Regions from separate parts of the Mus musculus genome. Here all the other regions are linked to region 1. Evidence: chromatin contacts called from public promoter capture Hi-C data. All regions are on one chromosome and are shown on one strand. Each heading gives the region's core, a stretch centred on a gene start, on an enhancer-like site or on the middle of the called end of the contact. The rest is flanking DNA. Distances are from core to core; before and after follow the strand shown. Region 1 holds the start of Prmt6 (protein arginine N-methyltransferase 6). Region 2 holds the start of Stxbp3 (syntaxin binding protein 3). Region 3 holds the start of Gpsm2 (G-protein signalling modulator 2 (AGS3-like, C. elegans)). Region 4 holds the start of Psma5 (proteasome subunit alpha 5). Region 5 holds the start of Psrc1 (proline/serine-rich coiled-coil 1). Region 6 holds the start of Sars (seryl-aminoacyl-tRNA synthetase). Region 7 holds the start of Clcc1 (chloride channel CLIC-like 1).

Region 1 (3,387 bases), core at 632-3,131:
ATATTATAAAACATAGGTTTTCTCGGCTCAGTCTTGAAAGTCAAAATAAAAATATTAACACCCCATCACTATTTCACTTTCAGACCTTTTCTCCTGTCACTCTCAGAATTGCCTAGGCAGGCTGTAAAATTAAGCCATTTTACTAAGGTTCATCAAATTTAGCACTCCGTGAATTAAGCGTAAGGAGAGCAGGGTTATTTAAAATACTTCTCCTGTGCCCCACTTCCTTACTAACAATATGAACGTTAGAATATAAGGAAGCACAGGTAGGCACTCAAGACTTGAGAGAATTCCAGCTGAAAGAAACAGCTTTAAAAATCATTCTGCAAGTTTCTGAAATGTAATCAGACCATGTTGCCTTTCTCCCAGTTTCATACTGATAGGGATGGGGAGGTGTCAGATTAGCTCGTGGACCAATTATAAAAAGATCACATTTATTGCCCCCCCCCCAACCCCGGCAGTTAAACAAAAGAAACAGAAATACAAGAGTTTCTTTATACTACATGCTTTCCAGGTTTAAAAGCCCGTTAGTAAGCACACTGCATCAGTCCTTGGTCAGGGATGCTCACTTTTAAAATAAACACTGCCAGAAGAATGTCCTCAAATGAAGACTGGAGCGGTGAGGTAAAAGAGACAGCTATGTCCCCAACTTGCATAGGCGATCTCCCTTTCTCTTCGGACCTTCCGAAGAAGGTGGAGGGGGAGAAAAGGCAACGCTCAGTCCTCCATGGCAAAGTCTTTGGTCTTTTCCTCATGGTCTCCCACTTTGTAGCGCAGAAGTATGCGCAGACGCCGGGGGTTGTCCGGGGAGGGCAGCAGGGTGATCTCTCCGGAAATGTCCGTATCTTGTTCCACCGGCACCGGCTCGTTCAAGTAGAGGAGCGCCTGCTTCCAGTGGGTGGCCGGGTGAAAAGGCGAGGTGGACAGCACCAGAGGTTTCTCCGAGTCCCCTCCGGGAAAGGTCACTTGAAACCAGACGGCGAAACCATGTAGAGGCGCGGAACCATAGCAGCTGCAGCGGAAGCGCCCGCCCACACCAGCCTCCAGCTCCTGCTCCAGGCCGGCTCGGGCCAGCTCGAGCTGGGCAAAGCGCTGCGGCCGGGCCAGCACGTCCTCTCCGGACAGATCCTGCACCACGATCTCCGAATGGCCCATGAGGCAGCGCGTGGCGAAGCTCTCCATGCAGCTCATATCCACGCCATAGTGCTGCTTCACCTGGCTCCAGAAACCCAGACGCCACTCGAGCATCTGGTCGCTAATCGGGGCCACGAAGAGCTCCGCGGAAGCTGGCAGGAGGAGACCGCCCTCCTTCAGCCATTTGGTCCGCGCGTGGAGCACGGAGCTCAGCATGGACTCGTGCAGAAGTCCGTAGCCCATCCACTCGCTGACGATGGCGTCCACTCGCTCCGGCAGCTCCACGGTCTCCACCGGGCCCGGCAGGACGTGCACGCGGTCCTCCAACCCGTTGAGCCGCACCACCTCCCGGGCCTGTTGCCAGATGGCGCTGGCCTCCACCGCGTACACGCGCCGTGCCCCGGCCTGGGCACAGAAGATGCTGAGAATGCCGGTGCCCGCGCCCACGTCCAGCACCGTCTTGCCTCGCAGCGCGGCCCAGTTCTTCAGGATGCCTAAGCGGTAGGCTTCGGTGCGGACCTGGTCGGCGATCATCTCCTCGTGGACCGAGACGTCGGAGTAGCACTCGTAGTACAGCTGGTCCCGCTCGCTCTTGGTCCTCCGGGGTCGTGGCGGGGCCGCCTCCTGCTCCCCGCCATTTTCCTCCTCGGCTCCCTCCCCTCCGGCGCCGGCGCCTCCGCTGTCCCCCGACTCAAGCTTTCTTTTCTTGCTCAGCGACATCTTGGCCCCGGCAGCCGACCCCCAGCATTCGTTGCGCGGTGCGGTGCGCAGGCTCAGAGTCCCCGGGGCCTGCTGGGATTCGTAGTCCGCTTCCTGCATCCCGCTTCCTGAGGGCAGAGGCTCAACCAGAGTCAATCTTGGCACACCGTTATTTTCCTCTAACGCCATGACAAGTTGTTCTCTAAGACCACACTATTTTCCCGAGATCCTTTCAGTTTTTGCCCTTTCCTTTTACCCCTTGTCAGGGTTCTCTAGAGTCACAGAACGTATGGGTAGCCTCTGTAGAGTAAGAGAATTTGTTGATGACTTACAATCTGTAGTCCCCAAAGATGGTCAGCAGCAGCTGTGAATGAAAATCCAAGGATCTAGCAGCTGCTCAGTCCCACACGGCGTCCTGGCAGAAAAAGTGAGTTTTCCTTCTTCCAGTGACCTTATGTAGGCCTCCCGCAGGTGTGTCCCAGAATAAAGGTGTGTATCACCACTTCCGGATCTGGGACTTCCTTTTCCCAGGCTGACCTTGAGCTTTTGTCTCAAGTTTCCTGGGATTAAAGGCATGTACTACCTTGCCTGAGGCTAAACTTTTCATGGCCATATGCCTCAAGATCTTCCTGCCAAGGCCGGGCGTGGTGGCTCACGCCTTTAAACCCAACACTTGGGAGGCAGAGGCAGGCGAATTTCTGAGTTCGAGGCCAGCCTGGTCTACAGAGTGAGTTCTAATACAGCCAAGGCTACACAGAGAAACCCTGCCTCAAAGAAAAAATAAACAAACAAAAAAACCTCCACTCGGTTCAAGTCAGAAACCTGTGTCTTTCAGCCTCAAGATCACAGGTGAGTGAGCCTTCCAATTCTGGACTGTAGTTCACTCCAGATATAGTCTAGTTGATGATAGCCAGGAATAGTCACTACACTCATTTTTACACATTCTTGATGTAGGCACACCACTTACAGCTACAAGTCTATGTTTCCCTCACAGGACCTCCCCCGCCCCCCACTACTGAATTATGTGGCACAGTTCTTGTCCCTTCTCTGACAGTTGTAACTCACCAAACTCTCTGTTCTAACCAGAGTTAGGATACAAAGAATATGTATGACGCAAAGTGAAAACCAAATAATACAAGATCTTGATTCTGAGTCCAAAGTGATCCCTGAGGTACGTTAAGCTCCAGGGCAAATACTGAAGAAGTGCTGTGGCCATGAAATGTATCAGCCACCACTGTGTCTCTGGAGAATAGTTTACTTGGTCTTGAGTCCTGTTCTGAAACTTCTGTAGTTCAAACTAAAGAACAATTAACATCAAGGGTATGATATTCTCAAACCCATTTCCAGTGTCTTTGGTGACCAGCTTATATATACACATACATACACTTAAATCTATGTATCTGTGTAAAAACACTTGCTTGGAGAAATGGTGAAACTCATCTCTTTTGACTTCTTTTCCAATGCAATTCACTTTTAAAAAAAATTCTGCTATATCTCCTTTTAAAGCCAGAATTGATACCCACAGGCTCAGTTATTTTATTTTTTCTGTTAGTC
Region 2 (3,573 bases), core at 857-3,356, 1.4 Mb before region 1:
GCTACAAAGTTGAGTGTGAGGCCACCTAAGGTACACAAGACCCTGTTTCAAACACGTAACAAAGCTCTGTGTGGTGGCACATTCCAGGACTCAGGAGGCAGAGGCAGGTGCTCTATGAGTTCAAGGCCAGCCCAGACTACATAGCTTAAAGACAACCCAGGATACACAGCAAGAAGGTGTCTCAAAAAACCCAAAAACCAAAGCAAAACAACAGTAACAAAAACCAAAAGAGAAACCCCATCCCTTTAATCCCATCTCTCCAGGCTGGGACACAGGAAGGAGTTCCTGTTTCTCTAGATTTGCTTGTCCTGGATGTTTTTCTCATGAATGGTGTCATACTATGCCCTTTGTGACTGGCTTTTTCTTTAGCGTGTTTCCAAGATGCAGTAGCATAAAATATATCAGCATTGTACTTACGTTTACTGAAAAAAAAAAAAAAGACATGTATTCCTTTGTATGTGCACTGTTACGCCATGCGTCAGTCTGTGGAAAGGTGACCTATTCTTATTTTTTCAGCTAAGCCATTTCTTCAGCCCCTTAATGTGTATATGTTTTGGGCTATTCTTGTCTTTTGGTTGTGTGTTTCGAGTTACAGGCGGTCCTAAGACTATTTTACAGCCTTACATCTTTTTCCTTTCATCCAGCCTGCCTATCTATATTCTACTCTCCATGTGGTGAGCCTGGTGTTACCCTAAGTTAACAAGAACAGGGAAAGCCTGTTATCTTCATGCTATTGATACTGGCGTTACTAGCATAACGGTATCTTTTTCTCATAAGCCCTGATATAAGGTGCCATTATAACTCAGAAGTAATTTCTTCAGCACAATTTGTCACCCACTTTCGTATGAGAGTCAATATAGACAATCTGCCTAAGTCAGTGCTTTCCTTACATCACGTGGGTCCCTGGGGATGCAATTCGTGTCCTTGGGCTTGACAGCAAGCACCTTTACCCACTCAGCCACCTTGCAGGCCCCCAGAAAGGATAAATTTGAAAATAATAAATATGAAAGGATAATTTTGTATTTCACAAAGTCTACTTATCTATTTAGTACCTTCTATATGGTAAACACCATGCCTGTACTGTTTTGGATTTTAATTTTATACAAGGAATTCTTGAAGGCAGAATTCTGTTGGCTAATTCCTATTCTGTTCCTTGTTCCCCAAGTCGGAGTAAGAAACACTAATAAGACGTTATTCCTTTTCTACTACTAGACTATAATTACTTAGAACCCAGAGATGCCAAACAAGGAAGGTCCTTCCGGTTTGCTGCTTTCATTGCTCTTCTAACCTGGCAGACCTAGGTTTGGTGTCATTTTAATAAAAGTCATTAAAGTTGGTCGAACCAACAAGAAGACCAATTGTAACACAAGGAGCAGACTATGCAGGGACCGGATACTAGATAAAACTTTAACAGTCCGCTGTTGCTTTCTCAAGAACTCTTTTTTTTTTTTTTTAAAGCAAGTCATATTCTCTTGGAACAGTGGCAGAAGGCGCTCTTGAAAAGCTACGCCTGCACTTTTTAAAGGACAAGACACTGAAAAGGATGGTAGTAAAAACCCTCGGTGCTAACATGAATATGGGACACCAAGCGGCTTCTGAAAACACGGGGACGAGGGCGGGACAGAGTAGTAACACAGAGCTCAGACTGTGTCGGATGGAGAGACGTCCGTGCCTGGTGTGGCGAGGGGGGTGCAATGGGAAGAGCTGTCCCGGGACAGCACAGGGACTTGGGAGGGAAAGTCGGCCCGAGTCAGGTCGCCCAAGGGTGGGGCTTTGCGGAAGAACCTCACCGGGGTGAGAGTTGGCCAAAGCCGCGGAGAAGGCCGCGTCTGGCCACCCCGCCCATCCCTGGTGCTGGCACGAAACCCGACTCTGGGCAAGCCGGAAGGAGTCAAGCCAGGGACTTGGTCCCAAAGCAACAAGTGCCCATGCAGCTCCCAGAGAGGCTGCAGAGCTGCAGCGGGAAAGAAGACCCCCGTACAGCCGACCCTTCCCGGCCTCATCCCTGACCCCTCCGCACTCACTCCGCCACACGACGCTCTTCAGTCCCCGCTCCGATACCGGCGGCGCCATCTTCCCCCAGCCGTGGAGCTACAGCCACCGCCTCCCACTCGCAACCTACTTTGGCCCTGAAAGCTGCGCTCGGGGGCGGGCCCTTCCCCTCGCGGTGGGGAGGCTCCGCCCCCTCCGCGGGCCGCGCCCTCAGGTGACGTCACGCGCATCAACTAGGGCGTGTCCCGCCTGTGCCTGGACTGCGGCTGCGTAGTGTGGTCAGACTTCTGTGCACTGTCTGGCGCCCCCTAGCGGAAGCCTACTATAACCCATATCTCAGTGTCCAATTTGGCATCAGAAAGCAAATATGTGAACTAACACAATTTATACAATTATGAATTTATACATACCGGGTCTTTTTTATTTTACATTTATCTGTGTGTATGTATGCATGTGTGCATACCAAGGCTCGCAGGTGAAGGTCAGAAGACCTCATCTTCCACAGTGTGGGTCTTGGGATGGAACCTAAGTTGTCAAGACACATCCTGCCATCCCCAATACGGAGACTTTATGCTTTACAAAATAATGTTTCATTCAGCAAAGCAATTCAAACTATACTGTTCAGAAGCCTGTTCAACCGCCATATGGGAAGTCTATCCCTCTCAACTTCATTTTAATAATTTTTGAAGATCATTGATTATTTAAGCTGTAAGGTAACCACCAGTGTTCCCAGAACTGTGATAGAGTTTCAGAAAAGTCTAAGAAATGAGAGACCCTCTTATTCCTATGAAGAATTTTACATTTTAAGTTATAGAGCACGATTCCTAGAATTGTTAATTCCACAAGGCAGGAGTAAGACCACTACCATAATTTTAGAGCTAAAATTGAAGCAAGCTTTATTATATCCAGGAGCACCAGAGACCTGGCCAATTAGGGGTTAGAGAGAGAAGTGCTGAGAGTCCCTTTTAAGGAGCAAAATAACAAGTAGTTGCAAAACAGTGTTACAGAAGCAAGACAACAGGGCAGTTGGGAAGTATAGGAAAATTTCAAAAGGACAAAAACCAAGTACTTAGTGATAAGGGAGGGTCAAAGTGTTCTCAAAAACAAGTCATGGTCACAGGGTGGTGCAGGGCAGGTTCCAAGAAACAGAAACTTAAAAACAGAAACTCAACTCTTACAATAAACGAAACTTTGTGTTTAACAATACAACAAAATGTCTCCTACCTTAAAAATGGAGTCAGGCAGGTTTCTCATTCTCCCCTTGACCTTTGTGTCCTTCTCAAATCCTTGATAGGGGACTGTCTTTAATAATGTTGTCAAGTGGCAATGATTCTAGCCTTGTTTGGTGGATGCAGGGCCCAATTATGGTAGCCAGTAGAAACATTAGCAGGCCAAAGAAGGGGAGAGCCATCTTAGCCATGTTGTCGGTCAACATTTGTTTGAAAGATTTTGTTTATTTATTTCTCCATCAATACTTGTCAATAGTATGAGAAGAATCAGAGATACTAAAACAGCACATTTCGGTAAATTGCTGACAACCAAGATTACATTTAAGTAACAGGTAAGAGGGATCTTTTCTGA
Region 3 (3,607 bases), core at 481-2,980, 1.5 Mb before region 1:
AATTCAGCTATCTGAGACCCTGTCTCAAAACTACACTGAATGAATGGAGGGAAGGAAGGAAGAAGAAAGTCAGCCAGCCATTTCATACCAGGTGGAATTTGTGCACATATTACAGCCCAGTAGCTGTAATCCCAGCTACTGGGCTGAGACAGGAGGATTCCAAGTTCCAGGCCAGCCCTAAACATTTAGCAACAATAGGTCTCAAATAAATGAATGAATGAATTAATTAATTAATAAATGAATAATCTGGAATTACCTCAGTGATAGAACTCTTGCTTAGTGTTCACATGGTTTAGAGTTCAAACCCAAGTACAGAGGAGGTGAGGTGTGGGGAGCCACACTATATATAGTGCATTACCTTTGTAACTAGCCTACTATTAAATCTCAGGTTTACATCAAAACATACTTGTAATAGTGTATGTCTGACCTACTGAAAATTCAGCTAAACTATTTTTCCGTGGGACACGCTTCCACAATACTCCACAGTCTCTGAATTCATAACCAGTCCAATCCTCGAATTGTAAGTTAGAAATAGTTTGCAAGAGGGGCCTATGAATGCCTAGAACCGGCCGGGCATCCCTGAACTCCCCCACTGCCCTCAAGTCAAAGGACAGGAACCTTCGCTTTTGAACTTAGGCGGAACGAATCTCTGCTCTTAGCACGTCGAAACCCCAGGCAAAAGTGCTCTTTACCAGAAGCAATCACGATGGTTACTAACAAGCCGGAAAATCTTCAGTTTAGCCTTCCAAAGAGGCAGTCTGAAAATTCTGCTTCGCTGGTGACAAAAACTTACAACACAAACCACACAGCAGTCCAATCAACACAAAGCACCGAGAGGAGAGTCAAGAACTTACCTATTCTAAGTCTACCCGGCGTTTAAATAATGCATTAAGGCAAATAAACATTGCCATCATTACTCGTTTCAACAGAGTTCAAATGATACTTGTTAAAGCCACCTAATTGTTTACCATTAAAATACAAGGAAATTACGTTTTCCACTTTTCATCTGAAGATACTAAGTTTACAGCTTTCCGGCTAAGATCTCAAACATGTTACGCTTGCTATAAAGCTGGTTACAACGATCTATCAGTTTCGCTTGCCAGTAAGTCTGGGATCCGAAAAGTTCAGGAGTTTAAATGTGACTTGACAAAGGTGTCTGGTGTGGAGACCCGGGGCCGGCGACGTGCCTGGGATTCGAATCCACTGGGATTCGGCTTTGTATCCACCGTCTGTTACGCTCGGAAAACGCGTGAAGTCGCTGCATCCCAGCAAGTATTTTCAAGGTCTGCAGAAGCCCGATCCCCAGTCTCCCCTCACTTAGGGGACAACAGCCTAAATGGTGCGGGTGCGAAGCCCCCCACGGAGCTCCCGGGTCCCAGCGTCACCCGAGCCCGTCGAGCCTCGGTGGTCCAGAGACCCCCGCCCCACGCCCCCACACACCCCACTGGGTCACCCCCTCAGGCTCCGCTCACCTCCCTCCGGCCCGCGGCTCCTGAGAACAAGGAACCGCTGCAGGGATGAGCGCCTCTGGCCGTAGACTAGGAACCGCGGCGCTTCCCCAAGTCGGGTCCCGGCGGCGACGCCGAGCCAAGCAGGGGCACCGCGGGAGGCTGGCGAGCGCCCCGGGCGCCCGCCCCCGGCAGGTCACGTGGGCCAGAGCTTCGGCCTCCCCCTGGCCTCTCAGAGGGTCTCACCGCCAGCAAGGCTCCCTCAGCGCCTGTACTCCTCTGCGCCTGCGCCTAGCTCCAGGCTCGCCCATTCAAACTGACAACGCCCCGCGTTTTTTGGACCGGCCAATGGCACCGGTGGGGCGGGGCTAGGCGGGTGGAGGGCGGGGCTAGACGAGCCAGGGCTCCCTCCTTCTAAAGATCTGTGTGTGGGGTTTGCCTCTCGGACTGTAGCGCTTGATTCTCCTCTGCTGCGGATAGATCCTCCGCCAACTAGAAGCTTATTGTCCTCGAATTTCTCCTTCAGATGGCGAAAAGTGGGACAATAAACATCAGAGTTCAAGCTGGGTCTAGTTCAGACTTTGAACCCAGGAGCCCCAGTCCACTGCCTCTTTCCCTGCAGGCTCAGTCCCGCCCTGGGAAAGTCTTCCAAGAGGCAGATGTGAGAAAGAAAGAGGCCTGTGTGAAAGGAACAGAGGGTCCCGTGTGAAAGTCTGAACAAGGAGCCTCAGTTCTTGAGGCAGTGTCACACACAGTTCTGGCGTTTCCAGATGTTGGGAAAGCAAACTTCTTCTGACTGCAGGATCGCTGGTTCCCAGGAAAAGCAGAGATGGCGAATTTAATCCGCTCCGGCGGCTTGCATTCCCATTCTATTCATGCCTTCATATCAAGTTCACCAAAAAATAGATCTTAGCTTGTTCATCAAATGTTTAAACTAGAGTCTCTGCTGTGAAGCTGATGACGTTGGTTACATTACATTATCTATAGCCACTGCCTATTTCTCCACTGGGATGAAATTTTAATGTTTTACAGGATTGGGCACCTGTTAAAGAAATTCTAGTTTCAGCATCTCTGTGGTGATGGCCGTGACCACTATATGTGTGTCATGGAAAACTGTATAGAGATAGTGTTAGCACCAGCCAGACCTGGGTTTGAATTTCAGCTCGGGCCTCTTCCTACTGACTGATTTTGAACCAGTTAGGCGTCTGTCCTCTGTAGCCTTAGCTTCCTCAGCTGTAAAACACAGATAATGAGACCTCCTCTAATAAGGTCTGTCATGATGCTTCAGGAGGTAAAGTTTATGAAATGGTTAACACAGCTGCTGACACATCGAAGCTGTTCAATAAGTGGTTCTCTTATTATTATCAGCGAGCACCCTTAATACCAAGTTCTTATAAAAAGCTGAATTAGCTGGTTGTACTATTTCAGAGGTAGATATTATAATTCTTCCATACTCATAAATTCTTTGTGGGAATTGGTACAGTAAACCACAATAAAAAGTATTTTAAATTCTGCATAGCCAAAGCGAATCGTTTCTTTCCTGTGCCCCCTTCTCTCATAGATTGGACTTTTTATCTCAGCTATCAGCAATGTCTATCTTCCTAATCAGTTGAACTGTTTTGTAAATCTTCTTTCCAAACGCATGCATCCATGAGATTGTGCCATTCTTCTACTTGAAGACATTTAATGGTCAAAAAACAAAACAAAACAAAAACAAACAAACAAACAAACAAAAAATAACAAGAGTCAGGTATTGTCTCACATACCTTTAATGCCAGATCTTGGGAGGCACAAGCAAGTGGGTCTCTGTGTGTTTGAGGCCATCTTGATCTATGCAGTGAGATCCAGGACAACCAGGGCTACATAGTGAGACCCTGTCTTTTAAAAAATAGAATATATATTTATATACACCTACTTTTTAATAAGTGTAGTTGAGAGTATTATATATGTAATATAAAATCCACACAGACTTTGAAACTGAAATATGACATAGAATATTTAATATATTTAAAGAAAGAAAAGCATGAGAATAAATGAATCAAGGACTACAAAAACCCAAAACTCTCTATATAAACCATATATAACTATATATGTATATATTTATGATAGCTTATACAAATATCCTCAGAGGACAGAAGGGCAGCAGAACCTAGCCCACA
Region 4 (3,823 bases), core at 827-3,326, 2.0 Mb before region 1:
CCTGGAGACCCATGGTTCAGGACCCAGGATCCAGACTTGACCCTCGGCTTTTCTGTTACTCATCAATGAGAACCTTTCCCATTCCATCTACCTTCTTCTGGCTCCTTCATTACTTTCCTGGGAAGGACATCTGGCTCAACTGTCCACGAGGGAGTCATTTATTGAATTATAGGCAAGACATTCTGTGATGTGCTACAGTAGAAAAACGATGTGACTATGTGTGTGAGAGCACATACAGCTTCTGTGACATCCCTGTCCTCCTCGATTACCTCCCACTTTATTTTTTTGATATACAGTCTCTCACTGAACTCAGAGGTTGAAAGAAAATAAGCTTTCCTTTTTTTTTTTTTAACCCACAATCAGCTAGAGTTACATTTGGTGTTGCCTACCTATAACCCCAGAATTTGGGAGGCTGAGACAGGAAAATGGCCTGGAGTTCTAGGACAACCTAAGCTACATGGTTTCAAGGCGGAGTAGGCTAAAAGTAAGTACTTTCACTAAAAGCAAAACAGAGAACTAGCTTTCCCTTTCAGACAAATATGGCTCATTACACGGCCTCTCCCTCCCTCCTATTCCTTCTCCTTCATGAAGGTATAATTGACAAACAGTAGTTGCTTACATTTACATTATAAAAAATGATGTTTAAAAATATTACTTTTGAGACAGGGTCTCTCTACATAGCCCTGGCTAGCCTGGAACTCACTTGGTATACCAGGCTGGTCTTGAACTTAGAGATTCCCTGCCTCCTGAGTGCTGGGATTAAAGGAACTATCACACCCAACCCAGAATGGTATTTTTAAAAAGACTTTTCAATGTGTGTGTGTGTGTGTGTGTGTGTTTGTGTGTGTGTGTTATGTGTGACACATATATAGGGGCCAGCAGAGAGCAGAAAAAGGCAGTGGATCCCCTAGAGCTAGAATAAAGGGTAGTTATGTGCAGCCTGACTAGGACGCTGAGAACCAAATGTGGGCATCTAGAAGGGAATCAGGTGCTAAGCTATCTCTCCAGCCACCAGAATTATGTTTTGATATAGGTATATATCACGATTAAGTTAACTTTCACTAACATTTGCCTTTTTTGGTAGTGATTAAAATCTACCTTCTTAGAAAAATTTCAAGTGTAAGATATTAACTCTAGTCATCCTGGTGTATCATATATCTCCATTAGGTATTAATCTTACCTGAAACTTTGTACTCTGACCACCTCACACCCCACCCCCGCCAAGCCTGGGCAGAGGTTCATGCATGCTATGAAAGTACTCTGTCACCGAGTTACATTCCTAGAGAGTCAGGACTTCTTCTTTTTTTTTTTGTTTTTTTTGTTTGTTTTTAAAGATTTATTTATTTATTTTATGTAAGTACATCGTAGCTGTCTTCAGACACACCAGAAGAGGAAGTCAGATCTCATTCAGGATGGTTGTGAGCCACCATGTGGTTGCTGGGATTTGAACTCAGGACCTTCTGAAGAACAGCCAGTGCTCTTAACCCCTGAGCCATCTCTCCAGCCCGAGTCAGGACTTCTTAACCACCTAACTTTCTTTGATAAATGATTCATTTACAATGTTTCTTAAAAAAAAAAAAAGCTCAAGTTGCTCTTCTACCCTTAGGAAGAGAAAACAAGAAGCACATACACAAATTAAGGTCCTTAAAAGCAGTGACTAATCTGAAGCTCCGATACTGAACTCCAGGTCTGGGTCTGAAACTTGGATAGTTAGGGTGGTGGTGGTGATGTGTACGAATCCAGGAAAGACTTGATAAAATAATCGTACCTATGCAAGAAATTGAAAAACGTTCTTGCTGATTAGAACCTATCAACTTTTAAAACTTTTTTTTTCAACAAGCCCGGCTGGCAGAACTGCCGGGCACGCTGGTAGAGGCGCACACATTTCTCTACCCAAGTCAAAAAGTCCTCAGCAAACCTAGTTCCGGCTGCCACCGAGCCGGGAAGACAGCGAAGAGCTGGGCAGGCGAGCGCGAAGTAAGAGACCGGTGTCCCCCGGCTGCATTTACGCGAGCTGGCGAGACTTACGTCACGATTCCGACAACCCAGTCATCAGGCCAAGTCTTGCAGCCATCCAAAGCGCGGCGTGCTCACTCCTCGACGACGAGGTTCACTCTCACCGGTTGCCTCGAGTCCCAGCGCCCGTAGCAACCAAGGGTGACGGAAAGCGGAAGTGCTCTCTAGTTCCGCCTCCCTGTTAACCCAGGTCCGGTGAAGAAGCTTGTCAAGTCCAATCATCGCGGCGAGAATATCAATCAGCCAATAAAAGGGAAGCACGGGAGGGCGGGCTAAAAAGGTCGCGTGCGCACGCGCAGACGGCTGCAGGGTCCTTGGTGCTGTGGCGGTGTGGTTGATTAGGGTGCTGCTTTCAATCGTGTGGCCTTTGGGAACCCCGCGTAGCCACTGCCGCCTCCTTCTGTCCTCGCCATGTTCCTCACTCGGTCCGAGTACGACAGGTTCGTACGGCGGGAAGCAGCAGGGTCGAAATTTGGGTGGGCGGGCCTGGGGCCCGCGCCGCGGCCTGGGTTCTGCAGTGTCATGGGGCGCCCGGAGAACCTAAGTCTGGCGGGACCCGGGGAATCTGGTTCCCGAGGCGCCCGGCGAGATTCCCCAAGCTACACTGCAGCGGACCCGTTGCACTTGTCCCGCTGAGTCACCGCTAATCCTGACTCCCCGCGGAAGCGAGAGGCTGGGGCTGCTTGGGGCAGGCGGCGGAGAGGGATCGGGACCTTTAACCTGGAGTAGATTAGGGGGACACCAGCCTTGCGTCCGTCTTTTCAACCTAAGTCTGACTGCTTAGGAAAAAGAAAAGTGAAAGGAGTTTCCTTGAATAGAAGCTACCAGAGACTATTGGATGAGTTTGTAGGAATCCGTCCTGTGCTGTACATTTTAATCTTTTTTGAAGAGCGAAGGCAGTTTTCAGCTATGCTCGGATAAATATATTGCCTACAATCTGGTTTTGTGGGAACTTGAATGTACAGTGGTTCTCAGAAGAGTTTTAATACACTGATTCCATTTGACCAAAGTGTGTGTATGTGAGAGGAGGTTTGAAAGCAAGTTAATTTTAGTGTTGTGTTGAAAGCTAAATGTTTTGTAAAGTCAAAGCTGTGTGGTTGTGTTTATTAAAAGAGCAGACAACCTAAAAACTTTCAAGTCTCGAAAATGCTAACTAATACTGTCATAAATGCTGTAGATACTGTAACTTTCAGTTTCTGTTTTGAGCAGTTTTGCAAACCACTGGGTTCCTTTAAAAGTTAGGGAAAGCAGACATTTTCTTAGTTCCAGGTTACCACTGAGAAATTACTTTTCTTGGCAAGTATGTATTGAGCCTGTCAAAATATATATATGTCATTCCAGGTGCCACAATTTTGACAGGCTCAATACATACTTATATATACACATATATACATACATATTAATCTCCATCCTTTTGCTGACTCAGAAAATATCGGTGAAGTTTTAAAACTATTTCCTGTTGTCAAGTAAAATGGTCGTTAACACTTGGCTTCCAGAGTATTGAAGAGAGTCATCTTTAGGTGATAAAATGTTAAGAAAATTGTGATCCTCATCTGAAAGGCTTTACTGAGCTTTGCCCATTTATTTATATGAACTAGTTGCTTTGTGGATTTTTTTCTTTTGTATTTGCTAAGACTAAATAAAGCCCAGGCCTCTATTTAGCTAATGTTCTTGAGCGTTGGCTGTGTTCAAGAAGCACTGTTTAGGGAGCTGGTTTTACAGCAGTGAGCAGAATCAAGATCTCTACCCTCCTGTTTGCAACAGTAACTGTAATGTGAGACAGAAATGTATTGATGTTACTAGAGGA
Region 5 (3,812 bases), core at 598-3,097, 1.9 Mb before region 1:
GGGGGGGGGCGAATATCAGGCCACTTTTTTTTTCCTTTGAGAAGAAAAGGGATGTTGATTGGCTCAGGAAAATCCAAAGGCTTTTTTTCTTCAAACCAAAGAGATCTACTTTCACTTTGACGCTGAAACTACTCTGCCTCTTTCTCACTGAAGTTCTGGGAGAGTACAGCTTCCACGTGATGATAGCTACCATATGTCGTAAATTAGCTCCTTACCCAACTAAAGCCTTACTACTTCCAAGCCAGCCTTGGGAAAACTGAGAAGACAATTAGCCAATCTATTGTCCTTAGGGAACACCGGTTTGAAATTGTTAGATAAAGCCAGGTTTGGTGGCTGCTGCTAAAATGTCTTCCCTGGGAGAGACATAAACCACCTTGTCTACACCTTCTCTTACCTCCCCAAAGTCAAACAACAGGAGGAATCCCCCACCCAGAGTTTATGCAGAGGAACCAATGAACTCGATAAGATAAGCTTACTTACAGAGCAGTGGGTTAGGGGTGTAGGCACGGATGACCTTGAAGCAGCTCTGGTGACTTCCCTAAGGAGACTTCCCCTTGCCTCTTCCCACTTCTATCCTCTAGCCCCTTCCCCCAAACCATCTGCAGTTAGGACAGAATTGCATACAGCTGGTTGAGAGGGACGGCTGCATACTCAGGTGAAGGTCCCGTGACCTTCTGTCCCACCTCCTCCTTCTATGACGGAAGGTAAACCGTCCACAGGCCCAGCTGTGATGGTCTTTCCGAAGCAGGCGCAACAGAACTCCTGAAGATGCTTGCAGATGTTTGCAGATGTCTCAGAGGATGGTCCTAGAGTAGAGTGGCACAGGCCTTTAGTCCCAGCACTTGGGAGGTAGGGGCAGGAGGGTCGGGACTTCAAGGTCATCCTTGGCTATATGGTGAATTCAAAGGCCAGCATGAGCTACACTAGTCTCTGTCTCAGAAAATAGCAAAAAACAAAGGGAAAAGAAACAGATGGTGTGTGTGTGTGTGTGTGTGTGTGTATCAGTGAATGGAGAGGAGTGGTCTGGTCATAGCCAGTCAACAACATTCACAACAGCAAAGGCTTCTTTCCAACCTGAAGCAAGCCTAGGGTAGAAGGTGGTAGTGACTGTGCTCTAAGGATGCGCCAGACCATGCTATTTGCTGAACTTTTACAGGCCCACCATTAAAGTGCACACATCTCCAGCATCCTGGCGAAGAAATAAATTCTTCACACGAACAAGATCTTTAGCAATAGGTAATCCTTTTGCACTTAGGGAGCACAGCTCTGACATCTTTTATTATTATTACTACTTACTGTTTGCCTGGAAGAATGACTTCTTTGTTATTTATTTAAACTCTTAAATAGCTGCTCATACTCATCGTTTGGGGGTTGGGGTTGAAGCAGGAAGAAAAAAATGCCAGATATCTCAGAGAAGTGGCCTTATGCTAAATGAAGAAATCTTGTGGCTCCAGTGCTGGAGAGATGGTCTATTTGGTGGTCTCTGCAAGTACGCGAGAAACCCAGCAAGGAAACCCAGTCTCAGATGCTGGAATCCAGGAGGTGGGGGAAGAGGCGGGGCTCCAAGCCTACATTGGTTCGACAGTTCTCCCCTTGTCTGACTCGCGGTTAGAAGGAGGCGCTCCGGTACACGCCACCGCGCACTCACGGCTCCTCCCGCCGTTCCGCTGTAGCCCCCTACCCTTTTTGGGAAGTGCCCTTTGGTCCAAGGGACAATCTTCTCCGGCTGACATCCCGACTGCTCCCGACTCAGCCCTGCCCCCTTGGACTCACCAATCGCTGTGCGTTTGTGGCGGGACTGGGTGGAGCCTAAGAAATTCGAACGAAGCTCCGCCCCTCGGGAGCCCTTTCCCGGGAACTGGGAGATTGTAGAAGAAAAGCTTCCTGCGTAGACTGTGAAGCGAGGTGGGGAGTGGAAACCGAGTGTGCGCTGGAGGTGTGGCGGGGATGTGGTGCCGCGGAGTGGAAAATGGGTGGGGTAGGGGGGGAGCGAAATTTCGGATAATAGTAAGGATGGAGGTGAAGACTGACCGACTGAGGAGAGGCCAGGGCGCAAGTTGGCGGATTGCACATCAGGTGTCGAGCTTTCTGCACCTTTCCCTAATATAACGGACTAGTTTCAGGGACACGTGCTGATCCTGCTTTACCACCACCATGCCTCTTCACCCCAGCTAATGCACTCCGAGTCTTGATGGGGCCCTAAGGCAGGATGATAGACACCTGAGGTAGGCATGTTTTCTTTCAGGTCTAAGCCGACTCGCTTATGCTGGCTGAGCATGGAGGATCTGAAAGAGGGTAAGGAAGCCATGGAGGGAGGAACGGGCCCCTGAGAGTCTGTCTGTCAAGAACTGATAGCTGGCATTTATTCTTCTCATCCCTTCAGATATCAAGTTCATTGTGGACGAGACCTTGGACTTCGGAGGGCTGTCTCCATCTGACAGGTACCAGCCTATTTATCCATTTATTATTTTCCTCCGGCAATACATCTGTAACCCTTTACTGCTAACTTATGGGCCTCTAGAACCGTGGTTGGTAATCTAGCAGAGTATGGTACCCTCTGATGGCAGTAGTCTGGTAGAATTGGGCCTCTAGAACACATGCTGGTGAGAACAGAGAAGCTGTAGGGAAATTTAGGGGTAAATGTAAATGAAAGATGAATGTCCCTGGGCATGTTGAGGCATGCCCTGCAAACCACCCCCACACTCCTAGGATAGACTAGAGTGCAGAGAGGGGGAGGGAGAGAGGGAAAGAGAGACAGAGAGAGAGAGAGAGAAGGCAGGAGGGATTTTGAATTTGAGATCATTCTGTGCTATAGAGTTGAGACATTGTCTCAGAAAATGGGAGTAGAACTAAGTTTTCCTCACCTAAAAGCAGTTCTCATGGCCAAAATGGAGTCAGGGTTGGGGATTGTCCCCGACTCGCCGACAGGAATGCCTTCTGCTAGCTGTTGTCCAGCATGGTGCCATATTTGTTTTTCAGTCATGAGGAAGAAGACATAACAGTATTAGTGAGTCCAGAGAAACCACTTCGACGGGGCCTCGCCCATCGGAGTAACCCAAATGAAGTAGCTCCCGCCCTCCAGGGTGTGCGGTTTAGCTTGGGCCCGCTCAGCCCAGAGAAGCTGGAAGAGATTCTTGATGAAGCCAACCGCCTGGCGGCTCAGCTGGAGGAGTGTGCCCTGAAAGATCGGGAGAGGGCTGGTACAGGCCCTGGAAGGCCCAGCCCCAGAGGGAAACCCAGTCCTCGGCGGGAGACCTTCGTCCTGAAGGATAGCCCTGTCCGAGATCTGCTGCCCACCGTGAGTTCTTGGAGCACCCCACCTCCAAGCAGCCTAGCTGGGCTCCGGAGCAGTGATAAAAAGGGGTCAGCCAGGGCTGTCCGGGTGGCATCCGGAAAGAAGCCCTCCAGCATAAAGAAGGTGAGTGTGGAGAGTGGACATGCGTGCGTACACCTAGACAAGGTGCAGGAGACACTGAAGGCGTAGTGTCATTCCCATACAGGGCAGAGGAACACAGTTAATTATCCCCTGGAATTTTTAGGATTAAGCAAATTGGGTTGGAGACCTGGCCAGGTGGCTAGAGTTTGCCCAGCCTAAACAAAGCCCTGGGTTGGATTCTTCAGCATCACAGGAATGGATGTGGCAAATGTAAATTCAAGGTCAGTCCCAGGGGGCTATATGCTGAGCTTGAGACCAACCTGGGCTACTTGACTCCCTCATTTAAAACAAAACATAATAATAATAATAACAATAATAATAATAATAATAAGTTGGTGAGATGGCTCCGTGAGTAACAGCACTTTCCATCAGGGAT
Region 6 (3,659 bases), core at 762-3,261, 1.8 Mb before region 1:
CTTGGGCCCACTGAGTTCTACACTAGCCTGGACAAAATTGCCAGGCCTCATCTTGAAAACAAACGCTCACTTTTTAAAGTTGTCCTTTAATGCCTGTCTATACTATTGATCCCTAAAGAACCTACCAATATCTCTTCAGGTAAGGGTCAAAATTTCCTATATGTGCACATTCTATGCAAGAGACCACTAACATATTTAAAATCACATTAGTCAGAATAGATAGGTACAGAAATCTTGCTATTTCTGATTATGATTCAAGGCAAGGTGCTCGGAACCAAGGTGTTTTGTTTTTGAGGCAGGGTCTGCTGGCCTTGAAATGCATATCCTCCTGCCTCCGACTACCTTGTGTTAGGATAATATGTGAATGCCACCAAGTCCATCTCAGAGTATCTCCTTCCAAGAGAGGCTCTCACTATGTAGCACTGACTGGCCTGAAACTCACTATGTAGACCAGGCTAGTCTCAATCTCGGACATCTATCTCTTTCTGACCCCTAGAGTCCTGGGATTAAAGGCAGGTACCCCCCAAATATTCTTTATCTTAAACAAAAAAGGGGAGTTCAGTTTAGACCAATTCAAAACTTTTGGTCCAAGTGTAAACTCTGACAAATTACCCTATTAGAGTACCTGAGACATACAGAACAGGTACACAACTGTCAGCTAAGCAAATATGTTTTGATACCAAAGAAGCTTTTTAACAGTAAAATCATGTCCACAAAACACCCCTATGGGTATGGTGGCACACACCCTTGATCACTCTCGAAGCAGAGGCAAGTGGATCTCTGAGTTCAAGGCCAGCCTGGTCTACAGAGCAAGTTCCAGGATAGCCAGGGCTACAGAGAGAAAGAAATCCTGTTTATTTTGGAGGGTGGGAGTAGGAGGGAGACACTCTTGGATCGTGGGATTGCCTTAGCAGTGCTCTTATAAACCAGGTTCTCAGCTGGTTGCAGACCTATTGCATCAGACTACCCGAGTCACATGCCACTGACAACATCCGGTCTGCCAGGTGATCACTTGGGAGGCAGAGGATTCTAGAGCTTCTTTTAATTTCCTGAATGACGATGGGTCACTTCTACGCTGCCAACGTCTTTTCCAGAAAACTACCACAAATCACAACCATCCTCAGTAATTACAAGCTTTTTCTTGCCTTACAGCACCCCTCCGTCCTATCTGATCTAGCACGGAAAAGCCTGATTCTTAAAGGTATGCCTTCAGGGTTGGAGAAGTGGCCACCCCAAATTTCAGGGTCACTGCATTTAGTCAAGAGTAGCCTCCAAAGTCCCCAGATGGTTCGACTGGGGTGGAGTAATCCTAGGGTGCTGCAGAAGTCACTCAGTCTGAGAGAGCAGCCTTTGATCCCTGCAAAACCCGGAGGACTACGCTGGGTTTGCTAAAGACGAATAAAACACTGAGAATGACCAAAATGTATAGAAAATTAATTCCCAGCCCGCCCCCCAAGTAAAACTCCAGCTCTGGCTTGCTGTAGCTACGCAAGGGCCTGACAGCTCTCCCTGCGCGTGCGTGCGTGCAGCTCCTTCCTAAAGCACTGGCGGCAGTCAGCATAGAGCACGCGCGGGGAGGGACCCAGGCCGCGGGAGCTGCAGGGAGAGGGGGACAAGCCCGGTTCCCAGCTTGTTCTACGGACAAGCCGGTAGAGCCGGCCAGTCGCGGGAGCATCTGACAAAAGCTGTAAGCTGTGACCTCTGAAGCCATGAGGGATTCAAGGGATACTGCGAGCTCCTGGTACTTACATCGTCGCCACTCACTGTCTGCTTTCACCAGCTGGTCCACCAGCCCCGGGTCCTTGAAGCGCTTCTCCTGCGTCTCTCGAATGAGGGCTGGGTCCCCTCCTTTATCCACCCGAAACAAATCCAGGTCCAGCACCATCCTTCTACCTCACCAGTTAACACTAAGAGAGGACTGTAAGCGGCGGGTGGACGATGCACTGCGCCTGCGCGCTGACCTGGTCTCACTGCGCAGGCACCCGGCAGCCCGGGAGGGGGCGGCGCCTAGCTCGCCGGAAGCCGCAGTGTTAGGCAGGGTCCAGAGGGAGTGGTGAGAAGTGAAAAGGGCGTGGTAGCCTTATGCGGGTTGTTTCTCTGCTGAACTCCTTACTGAAAGGCCTTCTGATCGCCCCCCACTGAAATCGTGAATGCCTCAGGTTCCTCTGGTTGAAGGGAGTATCTCGGTGTGGACCGAAGCTGACTTGGAAGACAATGCACTTTGCAGATGCCAGTTTTCCTCTATCTTGATTACAGAGCACACACCCAGTTACCTACCCTCAAGATTCTCGAGCCCTGGGGCTTTTTGTTTTGATACAGGGTCTCACAGTGTAGCTCTGACTAGCAACTATGTAAACCTGGCCAGCCTCAAACAAAATGTTGGGATTAAAGATGTGTGCCATTTCATCCTTTATTTTTCTTTTTATACTAGCCCTACCCCCTTCCTCCCGCAACAAACCTTTGCCAAGCCCCCCTGAGATAAAAGGACAAGGTTAGAGACCCTGATGGACTTAATAAACAGAGACACTGGAGGGAGGCTAGGAGGCAGGATAATCTGAGCTTGTCCCCTCCCGGTCTCCTGCAGCTTTGGCTACAGTTTTGTGTTGAAAACCAGGGGAAGAAGGGTTGGGTGTCAGAAGACAGTCCATGAGATGAGCACACCTCTCTTCTCACATATCCCTCACCCAAATCCAATAGACCTTTGCAAGAAGTTGTAGCTTATATTTACGATTGAAACTATTCTATGTTTATGTAATTTGAGCATTGCCAGGCTATTCTATCAACACGTTCAAGTTATTCTTTTTGTCTGTTTGTTTGTTTTGTTTGTTGAGATAGAATCTATAGGCCTGGCTGTCCTGGAGCTCACTATGTAGACCAGGCTGGCTTCAGACAGAGATGCCTGCCTCTTCCTGGGGAGTCTCTGGTATCAAAGGGGTGTGCCACCAAGCCCAACCTACACACACCTGTTACTCTTAAAGTGAGAAGACCTCATTTGAAATTACCTCTCTTGGCCAGATGTGGTAGTGCATGTCCATGTGCATCCCTTGTGAGTGGGAGCAGCGGGTGCATGAGTTCAGGGCCAGCATGTCTCCAAAAAACCCAAACCTAGTCAGGCTTAGTAGTAGGTGCCTTTTATATCACATCGGAGGTAGAGAGCTCTGTAAAGTCAAGGCCAGCCTGTTCTAAATACCGAACTCCAAGCCAGCCAGAGCTGTGTAGTGAGAATCTGTCTCAAAAACCAAACACACATACAACCAAACCAAAAACCTACTGCTCTCACACAGTAGAAAACATTAACTAACACGGAACCCACAAACCTGCTCTCCCCTTCCTGTGTCTTCTCCTAAAAAGAACACTTTCCTGAGTATCTAGCAATCGGACGGCTGGAAAATGGAAAGCAGCCAAGAGAAGTTATAATAATAAATGTTAAGGATAGAGAGCTGCAGTCTTTGCAGAAAATACTTGAAGACTGTCATCAAAGTGTTGGGGGTCACTGAACCCCTGAGAGGGTAAGATCCGTGTAATCTAAGGTATGAAAACAATGGCAGGTGCTTTGAGAGGTGGGGCCTAAGGAGTGCATCAGTCCTTTATAGTGTAATTCCAGAAATCACTTTGAAATTCTGGCCTCTCAAAAACAAACAAAACAAACTCCAGGGTTT
Region 7 (3,729 bases), core at 331-2,830, 1.6 Mb before region 1:
CCCCCACCCCCCAACCCACCAAATGATGTTCTTTGAGTTTTGGAAGGAGCAAGTTAGATGTTTCATTTAGGGCTGAGCATTCAAGCCACTTATTCTCAGCACTTTGAGCAGTTATGAGTCTCTGTATTAAGCACTACTACTGCAAAATGAAGCTTCTTTGCCCAAAGCTGAAGGCAGTACTAATGTTTGGGTAAACATAAATATTTGGAAGGCTGCTTGATATGTATGATACATTTAGTCAGCAAAAGAACAGTAGCTTCCCCCCTAGGGCATTGACCTCCCAGACGCAGATTTGATCAGGTCTACTGTGCCGGACATGAATCCCCTCCTATGGAGTGGGCCTCAAATCAAGCTGGAAAGAAGATGGCTACCCACTTAACAGTTTGCCACTATTGCAAATGTGGGTACATCTTGCCTGGGAGGGCAGCCGGGTAACATACAAGGTCACAGCAGGGCAAGACTGCTGGTGACTTCTTCCATAAGGCATCCTTATGTTATGAAAGCTAACCTTCCAGAGTAAGCATTCAGTCCAGTTCCATCTTGACTTCTGTACACACATGGTTGCTACAGCAGTAGGATCTTATCATCTACATCTGAAAGGCTACCAGCCACAGTAGCAATGGGGCTGGAGAAGTGGCTTAGCTGTTAAAAGAACTCAAGTTCGGTTTCCAGCAACCGAGTTTTGTGGCTCAAGATCACCGATAACTCTGCATCTCAGGTACCTGATGCTCTGCTGGCAACTGCAGCTCTGACCTCTGCTGGCAACTGCATTCATATGCAGAAACACAATCAGAATTAAAAAGAAAATACGTGTTGGTGCCACAATTATCTGGGACTTCCTATCTAGGGGGATCCAACCCCCTCTTCTGACCCCTGTATGTACTAGACACGCACGTGGAACACATACTATATGAAGCAAAGCACTCATACATATGAAATAAATCTAAAACGACTACAAATCTTAAAAAGTTGTAAATGATGTATGTATACCCAAGAATACCAAATTAAATACTAACAGTGTCTCATTGCCAGTTAGTTTTTGTATTCATTTCTGGGGTGGGGTTCCTCTTTGGACACTTTGGAAACTGCAAAGCCAGAAGTTGAAGATAAACACAAAACAAACCTTACGTCCAAACTCCCATTTGCCTCCCTCACTATATATAGTACTAGTTAACCATTATCTTCCACTTAGAAAGTTATGTTCGAAGTAGATCTCTCTCTCTATCTCTCTCTCTCTCCTTCTCTCCCTCCCTCCCCCCTCTTTCTTTCTCTCTCTCTCTCTCTCTCTCTCTCTCTCTTTTTCTTTCTTTCTTTCTTTCTTTCTTTCTTTCTTTCTTTCTTTCTTTCTTTCTTTCTTTCTTTCTTTCTTTCTTTCTTTCTTTCTTTCTTTTCTTTCCTTATTTACTTATTACTTATTTACTTATTTAGACGTACTTGGCTCCTTTAGCCACGACCGTCTGAACTGAACTGGTGGTTGGGTAATTGAAAAGCCCTTACTTCAGAGCAGAGGAGCGCGGCCTGGTCCCGCCCCCGCCTCCGCCCCCGCGGCGCAGCCAATCAGCAACGCGCGCGGGAAGGCCGCACAGCTGCGGGCCGAGCGAGTCGATGAGTCCGCTCGGGACTCCAGTCCGAGTGCACCGTGTTTGAGGTAGGCGGCTCGGCGTCTTCCGCGGCCGGGCTGGCCCGGGTCCCTCTGAAAGAGCAGGCAGGACCCTCGACGTGAGTGGGCGCTCTTCGGTGTGTCGGGGCGGCCCGCGGGTCTGCGTGGGAGGCGGCGCGGCAGCGTGAGAGGTGCCGGGGCCTGGGCCCGTGGCGATTCCCTGTTCCGTCTTACGCGGGTAGACAGCGCCCGCCAGTCATTCCCCTTGTCTCGGCTAACCCTGCGAATATACCGAGCGGCCCACCCTGGGGCAAGAGCATCCTTGCTTGTGTTATCTGAAACCTTGGCAGAATCTGCAACAAATACTGACGGCCAAAAAATTATATATATATATTGGATTTGTTGGAGTAATGGTATGAAACTCCAAATTTAATTTGAGTATATTAAGTTAGTTGATGCTGTAAGTCTGTGGGTTTATAATTAGGTGCAAAACGTCAGGTTTTCTCCATGATACTGATTATAAAAGTGCTCTTCTCAGCGTTGTCTGGGCACATATTGGAAATGAAAATTGTCTGGTGGGCGGTGGGCACCCTTTAATCCCAGCACTCCGGAGGCAAAGGCAGGCGGATCTCTGAGTTCGAGGCCTGCCTGGTCTACAGCGTTTCCAGGATACACCGAGAAACCTCGTTTCGAAAAACAAACAAACAAACAAACAGAAAAAAACAACCTCAATTGCCAGGAAAGGACAAGAACACGCGTGAGCTAAATAGCGACTTCCCGCTTCTAAGATAACCGAGAATTTGACTTCCCTTAACCCGGTTAGTCCTGCTTGGCTGGTTGGTTAGACCTCTGATTCTTTGAAATCAGTGACTTTCTTGAGGGTTTCCATTTCGTGGCTGTCAATCAGCCTGCACATCTTAAGAGCTAAGCCAGAGGCCGCCCCTGTGAGAAGCCCCTTTTCTGGTTTTCCCACCTGTGTGATAAGACCCAGCAGAGTTTCCTCACCCGCTTTTGAACCCTAACCTCCAAGGAACCTCTCAGAGCTCAGAGGCCATGGGCATGTTACCCGTTTTTTCTGGGATTGAGACAGTGGTGCCCTTTCCAAGAGTTTTTGTAAGGATTAAAGGAGCATATGTTTCAGTAACAAAATGTCCTCTATTATTGTATGAGTATGTTTTTTTATATACTATTATTGTGCGCACTGGAGTACATGTGTTGTAGTTGAGGCAATGAGAAAATGATACAAACTAACTGGTGTCCACCGACAAGTCATAGAGTAACGCAGGTTTTTTTCATAAACTGAGGCAACATAGGAAGATTTTTGTGATGTTTTTGTTTTTCCGAGTCAGTCTATGTAGCACTGGCTGGCCCTATCTCAGAGACTTGTCTTTAAAATAAGCTCGAAGCAGGTCCAGATTGCAACTTTGGAGGAAGTGTGGGATCAGTTCTAAGTGTTGTTGTTTTCAAAGAGTTCTAGTCTTAGATGACCACCGGCCTCTGACAGGAGGGATTGAATTTCCAATTGATTGTGGTTTTGGTTTCTTCCATAGCCCCCCCCCCCCCCTTTTTGACTTCCCAGCTCATTCTGGTGTGGAATCTAACTCTGGCTGCCTCCCCCCCCCCTTTTTTTTTTTTTTTTTTTTGCCTTCCATCATTTTATTCATTCTGTAGTCTTGGTTAACTCTTCACCTGCTGGTCACTATTGGAGAAAGTCACGTGGTTGCCCGTGGTGTAACTTTGTGAGTGGTACTTGGCAGGCTGTCAGCCTCCATAAGTGATGCCCTCTTGCTTTTGTTTTCTAAACGTCCGTTACCTTCACCCTAAACTCCTGTTTTTATCTGAGAAAATTTGTCTTCCTTCTCACTCGTTCTGTTGATGAAGAAGTATGCCATGCCCACGAAAGGGATACAGGATGCCGTTTCTGTAGCTTTTATTTCAGGTTTTTTTTTTTTTTTTTAATATTTTATGTTTATATGAGTATACTGTTGCTGTCTTCAGATACACCAGAAGAGGGCATTAGATCCAATTACAGATGGTTGTGAGCCACCATGTGGTTGCTGGGAATTGAACTCATGACCTTTGGAAGAGCAGCCAGTGCTCTTAACCGCTGAGCCATCTCTCCAGCCCTT

What was found. Promoter capture Hi-C pulls out the DNA fragments that hold promoters and counts their contacts.
Region 2: a promoter capture Hi-C map of liver shows a contact between it and region 1, with 5 times the contacts expected there. The contact joins the promoter of Stxbp3 here to the promoter of Prmt6 in region 1. A contact is called at or near these places in 3 of 39 promoter capture datasets (the C10 cell line, liver and pre-B cells).
Region 3: a promoter capture Hi-C map of liver shows a contact between it and region 1, with 5 times the contacts expected there. The contact joins the promoter of Gpsm2 here to the promoter of Prmt6 in region 1. A contact is called at or near these places in 3 of 39 promoter capture datasets (the C10 cell line, liver and pre-B cells).
Region 4: a promoter capture Hi-C map of pre-B cells shows a contact between it and region 1, with 3 times the contacts expected there. The contact joins the promoter of Psma5 here to the promoter of Prmt6 in region 1. A contact is called at or near these places in 3 of 39 promoter capture datasets (the C10 cell line, liver and pre-B cells).
Region 5: a contact with region 1 is called in a promoter capture Hi-C map of pre-B cells, with 5 times the contacts expected there. The contact joins the promoter of Psrc1 here to the promoter of Prmt6 in region 1.
Region 6: a contact with region 1 is called in a promoter capture Hi-C map of pre-B cells, with 5 times the contacts expected there. The contact joins the promoter of Sars here to the promoter of Prmt6 in region 1.
Region 7: a promoter capture Hi-C map of pre-B cells shows a contact between it and region 1, with 4 times the contacts expected there. The contact joins the promoter of Clcc1 here to the promoter of Prmt6 in region 1.

The regions. Positions count from the first base shown.
Region 1 is chr3:110,249,118-110,252,504 of GRCm38.p6, forward strand. Prmt6 (protein arginine N-methyltransferase 6) reads right to left here and starts at 1,882. Exons shown (of 1, transcript NM_178891.5): 1 at 1-1,882. The coding sequence starts at 1,854. The coding sequence ends at 718.
Region 2 is chr3:108,838,396-108,841,968 of GRCm38.p6, forward strand. Stxbp3 (syntaxin binding protein 3) reads right to left here and starts at 2,107. Exons shown (of 19, transcript NM_011504.1): 1 at 2,025-2,107. The coding sequence starts at 2,073.
Region 3 is chr3:108,720,569-108,724,175 of GRCm38.p6, forward strand. Gpsm2 (G-protein signalling modulator 2 (AGS3-like, C. elegans)) reads right to left here and starts at 1,731. Exons shown (of 15, transcript NM_029522.2): 1 at 1,473-1,731.
Region 4 is chr3:108,254,850-108,258,672 of GRCm38.p6, forward strand. Psma5 (proteasome subunit alpha 5) reads left to right here and starts at 2,077. Exons shown (of 9, transcript NM_011967.3): 1 at 2,077-2,456. The coding sequence starts at 2,428.
Region 5 is chr3:108,381,991-108,385,802 of GRCm38.p6, forward strand. It overlaps Psrc1 (proline/serine-rich coiled-coil 1), which reads left to right and starts at 1,848. Exons shown (of 8, transcript NM_019976.3): 1 at 1,848-1,936; 2 at 2,246-2,295; 3 at 2,384-2,441; 4 at 2,980-3,418. The coding sequence starts at 2,277. It overlaps Gm12522 (predicted gene 12522), which reads right to left and starts at 1,751. Exons shown (of 3, transcript NR_040560.1): 1 at 1,297-1,751; 2 at 481-806.
Region 6 is chr3:108,443,248-108,446,906 of GRCm38.p6, forward strand. Sars (seryl-aminoacyl-tRNA synthetase) reads right to left here and starts at 2,012. Exons shown (of 11, transcript NM_001204979.1): 1 at 1,750-2,012. The coding sequence starts at 1,885.
Region 7 is chr3:108,652,333-108,656,061 of GRCm38.p6, forward strand. It overlaps Clcc1 (chloride channel CLIC-like 1), which reads left to right and starts at 1,581. Exons shown (of 12, transcript NM_145543.2): 1 at 1,581-1,648.